Linked DNA regions of Mus musculus: all the other regions are linked to region 3. A link is a contact called in public HiChIP or PLAC-seq and Micro-C data. All regions are on one chromosome and are shown on one strand. The core of a region is the stretch at or near the end of the contact, and the rest is flanking DNA. Distances in the headings are between cores, read along the strand shown. Region 1 holds the start of Supt16 (SPT16, facilitates chromatin remodeling subunit). Region 2 holds the start of Slc39a2 (solute carrier family 39 (zinc transporter), member 2). Region 3 has its middle 12 kb from the start of Olfr221.

The links. Hi-C and Micro-C count contacts between places; a contact is called where the count stands out from the background. HiChIP or PLAC-seq counts read pairs in DNA pulled down with a chosen protein or histone mark.
Region 1: a contact with region 3 is called in a Micro-C map of embryonic stem cells, with 3 times the contacts expected there. The contact joins the promoter of Supt16 here to the enhancer-like site in region 3. A contact is called at or near these places in 1 of 39 promoter capture datasets (macrophages), 1 of 15 datasets of contacts at CTCF or cohesin (embryonic stem cells), 3 of 484 Hi-C or Micro-C datasets (embryonic stem cells, group 2 innate lymphoid cells and reprogramming fibroblasts), 3 of 115 datasets of contacts at active chromatin or transcription factors (the HPC-7 cell line, epiblast stem cells and extraembryonic endoderm stem cells) and 3 of 9 other capture datasets (adipose tissue, liver and pancreatic islet).
Region 2: an H3K27ac HiChIP or PLAC-seq map of embryonic stem cells shows a contact between it and region 3, with 12 read pairs. The contact joins the promoter of Slc39a2 here to the enhancer-like site in region 3. A contact is called at or near these places in 8 of 39 promoter capture datasets (cranial neural crest, embryonic stem cells, liver and 4 more), 2 of 15 datasets of contacts at CTCF or cohesin (embryonic stem cells and large pre-B cells), 4 of 484 Hi-C or Micro-C datasets (the G1E-ER4 cell line, embryonic stem cells and nephron progenitors), 12 of 115 datasets of contacts at active chromatin or transcription factors (bone marrow-derived macrophages, embryonic hindbrain, embryonic limb bud and 4 more) and 4 of 9 other capture datasets (adipose tissue, embryonic stem cells, liver and 1 more).

What each region holds. Positions count from the first base shown.
Region 1 is chr14:52,195,859-52,198,808 of GRCm38.p6, forward strand. It overlaps Supt16 (SPT16, facilitates chromatin remodeling subunit), which reads right to left and starts at 1,381. Exons shown (of 26, transcript NM_033618.3): 1 at 1,227-1,381. The coding sequence starts at 1,292. It overlaps Chd8 (chromodomain helicase DNA binding protein 8), which reads right to left. Exons shown (of 38, transcript NM_201637.3): 38 at 2,293-2,950. The coding sequence ends at 2,734.
Region 2 is chr14:51,892,164-51,895,458 of GRCm38.p6, forward strand. Slc39a2 (solute carrier family 39 (zinc transporter), member 2) reads left to right here and starts at 1,447. Exons shown (of 4, transcript NM_001039676.2): 1 at 1,447-1,751; 2 at 1,926-2,056; 3 at 2,293-2,343; 4 at 2,736-3,295. The coding sequence starts at 1,637.
Region 3 is chr14:52,046,469-52,049,717 of GRCm38.p6, forward strand. No RefSeq gene overlaps it. Among named protein-coding and RNA genes, the nearest start is that of Olfr221, 12 kb to the left of the region's middle. Within about 2 kb of position 1,578, at least 8 of the 459 cell types and tissues checked have an H3K27ac peak or open chromatin away from gene starts, as enhancers often do. A contact at or near this core is called in embryonic stem cells, where this site is marked.

The sequences.
Region 1 (2,950 bases), core at 131-2,630, 150 kb after region 3:
TGCAGGGTATACACAAACATACATGAATGCAAAATACCCATAAATATTAAAAAAAAAAAAAAGCTTTAAAAGTTTATTATTTCAGGGCTGGCTGTAGAAACGGGGGCTTTTGATTATCATCATTGCATACATCATAACACAGTGACAGTAAATATTCCCTGGATAGGGATATAGCTTAATGGTAAAACACAGAGGTGGTGGTAGGGCCAATCCTCAGGACCAAACAATATAATTTTGTGATAGAGACCACTAAGTCATCTAAAAAAAATTAGCCAATAAAGTGAAAAACCCTATATTATTTTCAGCACGCAATGCATCTTGCTTAAAAGATACATAGGCTTTTTTCTGATGAGGCAGGAAAAACAACCGACTTCAGTAAAGGTTCAATTTTATTTACTAAATGACGAGCCGATTGATACAGTCTCACTATGAAGCACAGGCAGGCTTGAAACTAGTCATTTTCCTGCCTCAGCCTCAGAAATCATGGGATTACATGCAGGAGCCAAGAATGGAGAGGACCAATCAGTATAAGATAGTTTACAAAGCTGAAACCGGAGTTGGTATTTTTTCAGAGCATTTTCGGCTTTCTTTTTTATCAGTTCTATTTCCCCTCACTCACAAGGTTCAGAGCCCAGACGATAGACCGTTCAGACAGTATGAAATCAATCAAACACTTGTGAAGTTAACAAGTTAACTAGCAAAAAAGTAAGTTTGAAATTATGATTATAAAACAGGGAAACTGCCCAATCTTTGGAGAAGCCCTGGAACTTCCACAGCGTTTTCCTCAACACGTGCCCCCGGTATGCTGCCGACATGGGAAACCGGCTTTGAGGCGTCCCATCAATTAATTCTTAGGAGAGCCCGCAGGTTCCCAGCGCTGGGTCTGTGACCCACGCAGGGCCTAAGGAGAAGCAGCGGGGCGCGGGAGCAGCATTTCTCAACTCCAGCAGAGGCCGGGGAGCGGGGAGCGCCAAGAGCTCCGGGCACAGCTTTCGCGCCCCTTTCCCGCAAACGGTAATTGTGGCGGGACCTGGGCGGGCCGCTGTGGCCGCGGGGCGGGCCAGGCGCGTGCGGACCCCGCAGGCGCAGCACGGCGCGGCGAGCCGGACGCTGCCGGGGCAGGCGGGAGCGCGGCGGAGCCGGAGGTTTCTGGCTGAGGGGGAAAAGGGCGCCGGGAAGCAGGCTATTATGGGATGTGGGGCTCCCGGGGGCGCGGGGCTCCTTACCCGCCAGTTACTGTACAATCTCTTCACTCGCCGGTAGTACGCGTCTTTGTCCAGAGTCACAGCCATTGCCCTGGACGCCGCTTCCCGTCGGGCTCCGAGAATCACGCGAGGTCCCAGCTCCGCCACCCGCGCTCGGCCCGGAATCCCGCACTCTCTGTGACCCGGAAGTACCGACCGCCCGGTATCCCCTTCCGCTTCCGGGTCCCTAGAGCGTCGAAGATTTAAAAAGCGAAAAAACCAAACCCACCGCTCGTTCCGTAGGGTGGCGGGAGGAAGGGCAACCGAGGACGCAAAAGTGAAGTCAACAGACCGAGGTGCAGCGCGGGCTCGCGGGCTCTGGAAGCTCTCTCCGGCGCCAGAGGCTCCCGTCACGTGACCCGCCCACTTTCCGAGCTCCGGGCGCTCTGGGCGGCGGGCAGAGGGAGGGGAGCAGAAAGAGCGGGACCCGCGTGCAGCCAGGCGCAGGAGTGAGTCCTCTGCCCCAGGGCAGGCCAGTGACCGCCCCGGGGAAGGCACTCTCAACCAAACACTGCACCCCAGAGGGACGGAGCCCACCTTCGCGAATAAGCTGCGCGGTGGGCAGCAGAGTAGGAAGGAAAGGTTCTGTTTTCCTTTAAGAGATGGGCCGGTAGGGTGGAAGGAAACAAATGGCTCGGAGTGGCTCCTAAACTTTGTAGTTCTTTCCAGCCTCGCGAAGACCCAAGTTGTGAAGGCACCCTTTTTGTCAGCGTGTACTTTTGCTGTATTTCATGAAAAGCCACATTATTCTCTGGCTTTCCCCAAGAATAGTTATCCTGACTAATTGAAAAAAAAAATATGGCTCTTGAAATTAATCCTCGTTTAAGAATGTGAAGTACAATTCAAAATATTTTACCTCTTTATCTTGTATCATTTCCTTGGCTTTAACAAACGGGATAACCCGCCATTATATATGCCTATTGAGGACTACAAATGGCTTTTCTATTAGTTGCAACAGTATTGAACTGTAGGAGAATGGTGTTTAAATTACGCAGCAAAAAACAGTACTTATATTGTGTTTAAGGAAACAGAACATAGGAAGAATGGAAAAGGATTAACTTAAATTTATTAATGCCAAGGGGAAGGAAGGTAACAGTTCCTGACCCTCCAGCTGTAGCCACAGTTTGGCCAGGAACAGGCTCTGCCAGAGGCTAGGGCCAGCGCTACATAGTCTGTGGTTAATGGAGGCGTCTGGGGAGGGGTGAGCACACCAGCTGCTCTAAGCTCCTTTGCTTCCCCAGAAACGAGGAAGTGGTCATTTATTATTTTTTTTTTTTAGGAGTTCCCCTGCCCACCCAATCCTCTCAAAATTGGGAGCAATTGGGTACAAGTTTTTTGTTTTTTTTTGTTTTTTGTTTTTTTCTTTTTCTTTTCACCTCCTGAAGTCTTGGGTTTCCCCATATTGTTCCCTGCCCCTCCCACATTTCCAAAGTCCAAGGGCCAGAGTAAGGGATTCCAGCAGCCACCCATCACGGGTCTATATGGGGCTTCAGTCGTCAGCATCTTCACTGGAGTCTGAGTTGGCTGGCATCATAGGGTCATCAATGAGTGAGAAGTCCCGTTCTGAGCTGTCATAGCCCTGAGATAAATCATCATCTTCTTCATCCTCCTCTTCATCATCGTCCTCAGGTTGCAGTGTTGGTAACCGCAAGGCAGTACCAGAGGTGGTAGTAGCTGGTGAAGAAGGGTAGCCAGTGGTTCTCAAG
Region 2 (3,295 bases), core at 197-2,696, 150 kb before region 3:
TGTTTGTTTGTTTGTTTGTTTTTCGAAACAGGGTTTCTCTGTGTAGCCCTGGCTGTCCTGGAACTCACTTTGTAGACCAGGCTGGCCTCAAACTCAGAAATCCGCCTGCCTCTGCCTCCTGAGTGCTGGGATTAAAGGCGTGCGCCACCACACCTGGCTTCCCTCAAAGTTAGTCTAGTCAGGACACCTCTGTTTATTTGGTTTGTTTCCATTTCCTGTTTCTATTCTAGAACAACCCCATTTCGCAACAGGAAATGTTAACCCCCCAAAACAGGAGGATGCCCATCAGAAAGGCAAGGGCACCTCAAGTCTACCTTCACACAGCCTAATGCCCAGCTGTAAGGGAAGGGGACCGAGACCCGGAAGAGGGCTGGGGGCAAGCTGATAAGATCACACCACAGGCTTTGTTAAAGGTCAAGGTTTTTAGAGTTGTTGGCACTGATAGACATCTGGTAGACCATTCAGGTTCAGCGCTCAGGTTCTGCACTTCAAGCCTATAAATTGCCCTGTACAATGAAAATGACAAGGTTAACAGTTGCGAATTACAGTACTAGATGGCCACTGGGACGGCACAGCTTGCCTTGACTGAAACAATGAAAGTGTTCTGCCTGACCTTTTTTTGTTTGAAGTTTGTGGGTTTCCTTAAACTTTAAAGATAAAAAAAGAAGTGTTTAAACTTTTATATAAGAGAAAAAAACAATTGACTGATTTCTCTGGGGGGGGGGGGAGGCTTCTTCACAGAGACAGAAAGTGACAGGTGGGACATAGGGTACCAAGGCTCTGGAGAAGCAGAGGCAGGTAAGTCTCTGAGTTTATCAAGGCTAGCCTGATCTACATAGTTCCAGGCTGGCCAGGGCTATACAGTGAGTCCCTGCGTAAAAAAAAAAAAAAAAAAAAAAAAAAAAAAAAAGTGACAGTATACATGTTGTAACACTAGGAATAGCACACAGGCACACACACACATGAGACAGAGAGAGAGCACTCCCAGGGAATTTCCATGCCTGGAGCTATTTTTCTGGAATTAGAGGAAAGGGGACTCTCATCACTTGCTAATTCACACAGAAGAGTAGCAACTCCACCCCCTTTACCCTCAGGTGGCCCCAAATCCTCTCTGAAAGGGTTCAGTTCAAGTATCAGCGCGGCCACCTGTAAGACTTAGGATAGGGTAGAGCGTAGGTAGAGCGTGTGGAAGGCTTATATTAAATGTCCTGACCGTGGCAGGACCAAATTGCCTCACACATAAATTAGCTGGGACGTAACTACCGTAGGTTGTTCCATTTGAGGTTAGATCAACCCCAGACATGAACTAAGAGTCCTCAGAGAGCTTGGATTAGTCACAGCATTGAAGAGAAAACTTCTCTGAGCTGGACCTGGCAGGGAGTCTGGAGTTTCTGGTTTGGAAGCTCAGGAAGGTGTAAGGCAGGGGAGGGGCCTCCAGATAGTGGGAGGGTTGGTGACTGGGGCTGAGCCCTCGTCTGCTATGCGGGTGAGAGCTGTGTAAACCCAGACAGTCCAGGGACAAGAAGGTTATCAGCAGTCCTGAAATTCACGAGAGGAAATACTCCACTTTGACCACTTCAACTGCTCCTGACTGCTTTTGCCTTTCTGAGGTCTCTACTTACCCTACAACCCAAAGATGGAGGTACTACTAGGAGTAAAAATCGGCTGCCTGCTTGCTCTTCTGGTTCTCACACTGGGCTGTGGCCTTACTCCCATCTACGTGAAATGGTTCCAGATGGATGCAGCTACAGGTACAGCCCCCACTCTGACTCTGTTCCTCAGACCGCCTTATCTCAGACCTTTCCTAGCATCTGGCTCTGTTCTCTCCCACCCCACCCCACAGATGTTGAGTGCCATCTGTTGCTCTTCATTCATTCCCATTTACCTCACTGCTAACTGGAGAGTAACCTCTGCTTTTTTATTAGGTCATCACCACAGGGTCCTCAGCCTCCTGGGCTGCACCTCTGCAGGTGTCTTCTTGGGAGCAGGGTTGATGCATATGACTGCTGAAGCTCTGGAGGGAATTGAGTCAGAAATTCAGAAATTCGTGGAACAGGTGGGTAGCCAAGAAATCCAGTGGCAGGGCTATGGGACCGGGATGACAGACAGAAGCTGGGGCCATCGGGAAAGCTCTGAGTGCAGCGCACCGGTGGGACAGCCGCTGTTGAGTAGACGTGGGGGGTGGGGGAGGTGGTGGGGTTGAGCATCTGAGGAAAGCTTGTTGGCTGAAAGGGCAGGACAAGAACTAGAGCTGCCTCAGACTCAGTCTAATTTCTGTTTCTGCCTTCCTAGAATAGTACAGGAAGTAAGGGAAATTCTTCTCGTGATGCTGCTTCTAGTTACGTAAGTATCTATCATTAGCCCCTGCCTGGAGATCGAGGCGAACCTGGGACTTTTCGTGCCCCTTTTGATATGTGAGGAATACCAGGACTCTCTACTCTCACTTCAAATAATGTCAAGAAAGACAGTGCCGACCTAATCTTTGTTTGTGGGCCCTCAGAAACAGCTCTTGCATCACTCCATCCTTCCTACCCTGGACCCTATGACAGAGGTCACATTATTTTCCTTTATTTCTAATCCAAGCGGCATTTTGTCCCTCAGCCCCTCTGGATCTCTCTCCTCCACGAGGCTCCTCTCGGGCTCCACCCCTTTTGGTCCTTGTACCATGTGGTCCCGGGTCCACTCTATGTCGTCTCCTTCTTTTCCTGGCTTATGGTACCTCTCTGTGTTCCTAGGTGGAGTATCCCTATGGAGAGCTCGTCATCTCCCTGGGCTTTTTCTTTGTCTTCCTTTTGGAGTCGCTGGCATTGCAGTGCTGTCACGGGGCTGCTGGAGGATCGACAGTACAGGAAGAGGAATGGGGAGGGACTCATGCCTTTGGATTCCACAAGCATCCAGCGGTACCCTCACCCTCACGGGGTCCCTTGCGCGCCCTGGTCCTTCTGCTCTCCCTGTCCTTTCATTCCGTGTTCGAAGGCCTGGCTGTGGGACTACAGGCCACAGTGGCGGCCACCATACAGCTCTGTGTCGCTGTGCTGGCTCATAAGGGGCTTGTGGTGTTCAGTGTGGGCCTGAGGCTGGGGAAGATCGGCACTGGACCACGATGGGCCACGTTCTGCATACTGTCACTAGCTCTCATGTCTCCTGTGGGCCTAGCCCTGGGGCTGACCGTGGCTGGAGGAGCCTCAGGACAAACACAGGGATTAGCCCAGGCTGTATTAGAGGGCATAGCCGCTGGCACGTTTTTATATGTCACCTTCCTAGAAATTTTGCCCCGGGAGCTGGCTTGTCCTGA
Region 3 (3,249 bases), core at 328-2,827:
CTACAAAGAGTCAAAAATAGCATGTTTGTGAAACGTCCACAACATGCAATTATTGACAACTTTTAGGTGAAATCTTCAGGATATTCCAGGAAAAGATTTTATAGTACAAAATGGTAATACGTCACACCAAAATTCTTGGCCTTTCAACTGGACCATAGAACAACATTGGTTGAAACCTGAAAACTGAGGTTAAATACAGATTATGGGGAGTAGCCAAGCTGTAACTGCTCCAGTTTTCGTCAAAGTCACTGGATCAGAATTTCTCGAGGCCCAAGACGAGGTGATATGTTCCAGGGCAGCCCATGGGTGTTCTACATCAGGGAGATGCCCAAGCTCTGCCTGCCCTCCAGCCCGGGCTTCTGAGGAGAATGGGTGTCTGTCTCTCATCTTGTCTTCCAGATCAGGGAATGATGGAGGTTGTCCTGAGAGAGGTGGATGGTGTTTAAGAGAGTCAAAATCCTGTGTGGTAGGCCAGCAAATAGTTCATGGAGAAGACTTGCTGCCAAGCCTGCAGACCTGAGGCAGCGTGGGGCAGTCCCTGGGGCCCTAAACTGTGGAAGGAGACAACTGATTCTCATGTGTTGTCCTTGAGCCTTATGTATGTAGTGTGACACAACCACACAGCACACTAAATAAATGAAAAACAACAACAACAACAAATGCTTTAAACACTGACGCTATTGAGACCCAACAGTGACCATGGTGATGGAGTTGAAGTTGAATTTGAGCTTCATCAGAATCTAGGTACCCGCTGGGCATGGTGCTTTAATCCCAGCACTCTGGAGGAGGCAGAGGCAGGAGGATTTCTGAGTTCAAGGCCAGCCTGGTCGGGGTTGGCGCCAGACTTGGACTTACACCTGCGCTGATGTTGTTTATGACAACGGCACACCTGGTGCCCGGTGCCATCTTAAGAGTTGGCTTCCTACATCTCCCCCTTTTTTGTTTAATAATATGATGCTGGACTAGGTCTGGGCAAATCTGTCCATCGGCCACGGCTCCTGTCTTAGGTCGATCCTGTCTTCATCTCTCTCCCTTCATCTTTTTCTCCCCTGAACCCCGGGCCTCTCACTCTTACATACTCTCAGCCCCCAATCACTCACGGCAGGCCACACCACCTCACCAGGCACGCAGCTTCAGCCAATCAGGGTGGCAGGGGCATGTCTCCACCAAATATGGACTTGTTTACACCGCCAGCATCATGGTGCACCTGCGCAGTTCTCACGATGGTCGTGGCTATTTTCAGGTGTATGAGGAAATCAGGTGCAAGTCATAAGAGTTAGCTTCAGTCCCGGGCGCCATCTTGGGGCTGCTGCCACAACCGTTCCTCACAGCCAGGACTATACAGAGAAACCCTGTCTTGAAAAACAAAACAAAACAAAAAAACAAAAAAAACAAAACAAAACAAAAAACAAAAACAAAAAAAAAAACAAAAACAAAAACAAAAAAAAACCAGAATCTAGGTACCTGTGAAAGGAGCATTTCTCATCTTTTTCCCCAGAGGGGCTCAGGATTCAGGTCCCTGCCTCAGCTGAGCAGTTTGCATAATGACCTTGAGCACTGAGAGCTGCCTTGCCAAGGCTTGGGGAGGGATCTACCCAGTGGCATTCCTTGGGCTGGAGGAGGCACGGAACAGCGTTCCATGGGAATAGGGGTCACACTGCAAGCTAGCACAGAAAAGTCTGTCACAGGCAGGCTACAGATCCCGGGTGGGCTAGTCTCCTCTTCAATTGCTCCATCTTCAGTTAGGTCCATTCTCGAAATTTCTTTGTTTTTTTTATTTTATTTTATATATGTGAGTACACTGTTGCTGTCTTCAGACACACCAGAAGAGGGCATCAGATCCCATAACAGATGGTTGTGAGCCACCACGTGGTTGCTGGAAATTGAACTCAGGACCTGAAGAAGAGCAGTCGGTGCTCTTAACCGTTGAGCCATCTCTCCAGCCCTTGAAATTTCTTGCTATAAATGTTCTAATACCTTTTGGATTTGACATAATTGGAGTCATCATATTAGGATTTTTTTTTCCCCACAGGAGTCATGTGATGTCATCAGTGTTACTTCTAGAGGCAAAGTCAACAGTGACAGTCTTCTCAGTTCTCCTCATTTCCACGCTGTAGCCCGCGCTGTGCGCATTCAGTTTATATCAAGTACTTTGTGAATTATCCTATAGAACTCCTATTAGATACATTTGCTTCTCTCCTGCCCAGAAACACTAAAAGAAGGGCACTGTCCACAGTGGCTGGCTCCCTACCTTCGTCCGAGTCCTTACCATGGCCCGCAGTGGCTGAAGGTCCTTCAGAGACCTTCCCTCAGGCAAACCCAGGAGTCTTGGCTTTGACACAGAAAAGAATTTTACAAGATAGAATGGACTCCAAGTTAATATAAAGCAGCTTTATAGAGTTTAGCAGTTTTATAGAGATTTTAAGCACAGGGTTTAGAAAGAGAGGCACTCCGGAGAATGTAAGAGACACCACCACCACCACCCCCCACCCCACCCCACCCCAGGGTGTGTGGCTTTCTCAAAGAGGTGCTCTTCATTTTCTTTTTACATATGTAGGATTTGGGTGATTTTGTTTTGTTGTTCTCCCTTTCTTTTCTTTCTTCCTTCCTTCCTTTTGCTTCCCTTCGCGTCCTTCCTTCTTTCGTCCTTCCTTTCTTGTTTTTGTTTTATTTTTATTTTTTAATTTTTTTTTCCGAGACAGGGTTTCTCTGTGTAGCCCTGGCTGTCCTGGAACTCACTCTGTAGACCAGGCAGGCCTCGAACTTAGAAATCCGCCTGTCTCGAAAAAAACAAAAACAAAAACAAAACAGAAATCCGCCTGCCTCTGCCTCCCAAGTGCTGGGGTTAAAGGCATGCGCCACCATTGCCCAGCTTCTTTCTTTCTTTCTTTCTTTCTTTCTTTCTTTCTTTCTTTCTTTCTTTCTTTCTTTCTTTCTTTCTTTCTTTCTTTCTTTCTTTCTTCCTTCCTTCCTTCCTTCCTTCCTTCCTTCCTTCCTTCCTTCCTTCCTTCCTTCCTTTCTTTCTTTCTTTCTTTCTTTCTTTCTTTCTTTCTTTCTTTCTTTCTTTCTTTCTTTGAGACAAGGTCTTGATACATAACCCCTGATGTCTGACAACTCATTGTATAAACTGGGCTAGCACCCGACTGCTCTTCCGAAGGTCCAGAGTTCAAATCCCAGCAACCACATGGTGGCTCACAACCATCTGTAACAAGATCTGACGCCCTCTTCTGGAGTGTCTGAAGACAGCTA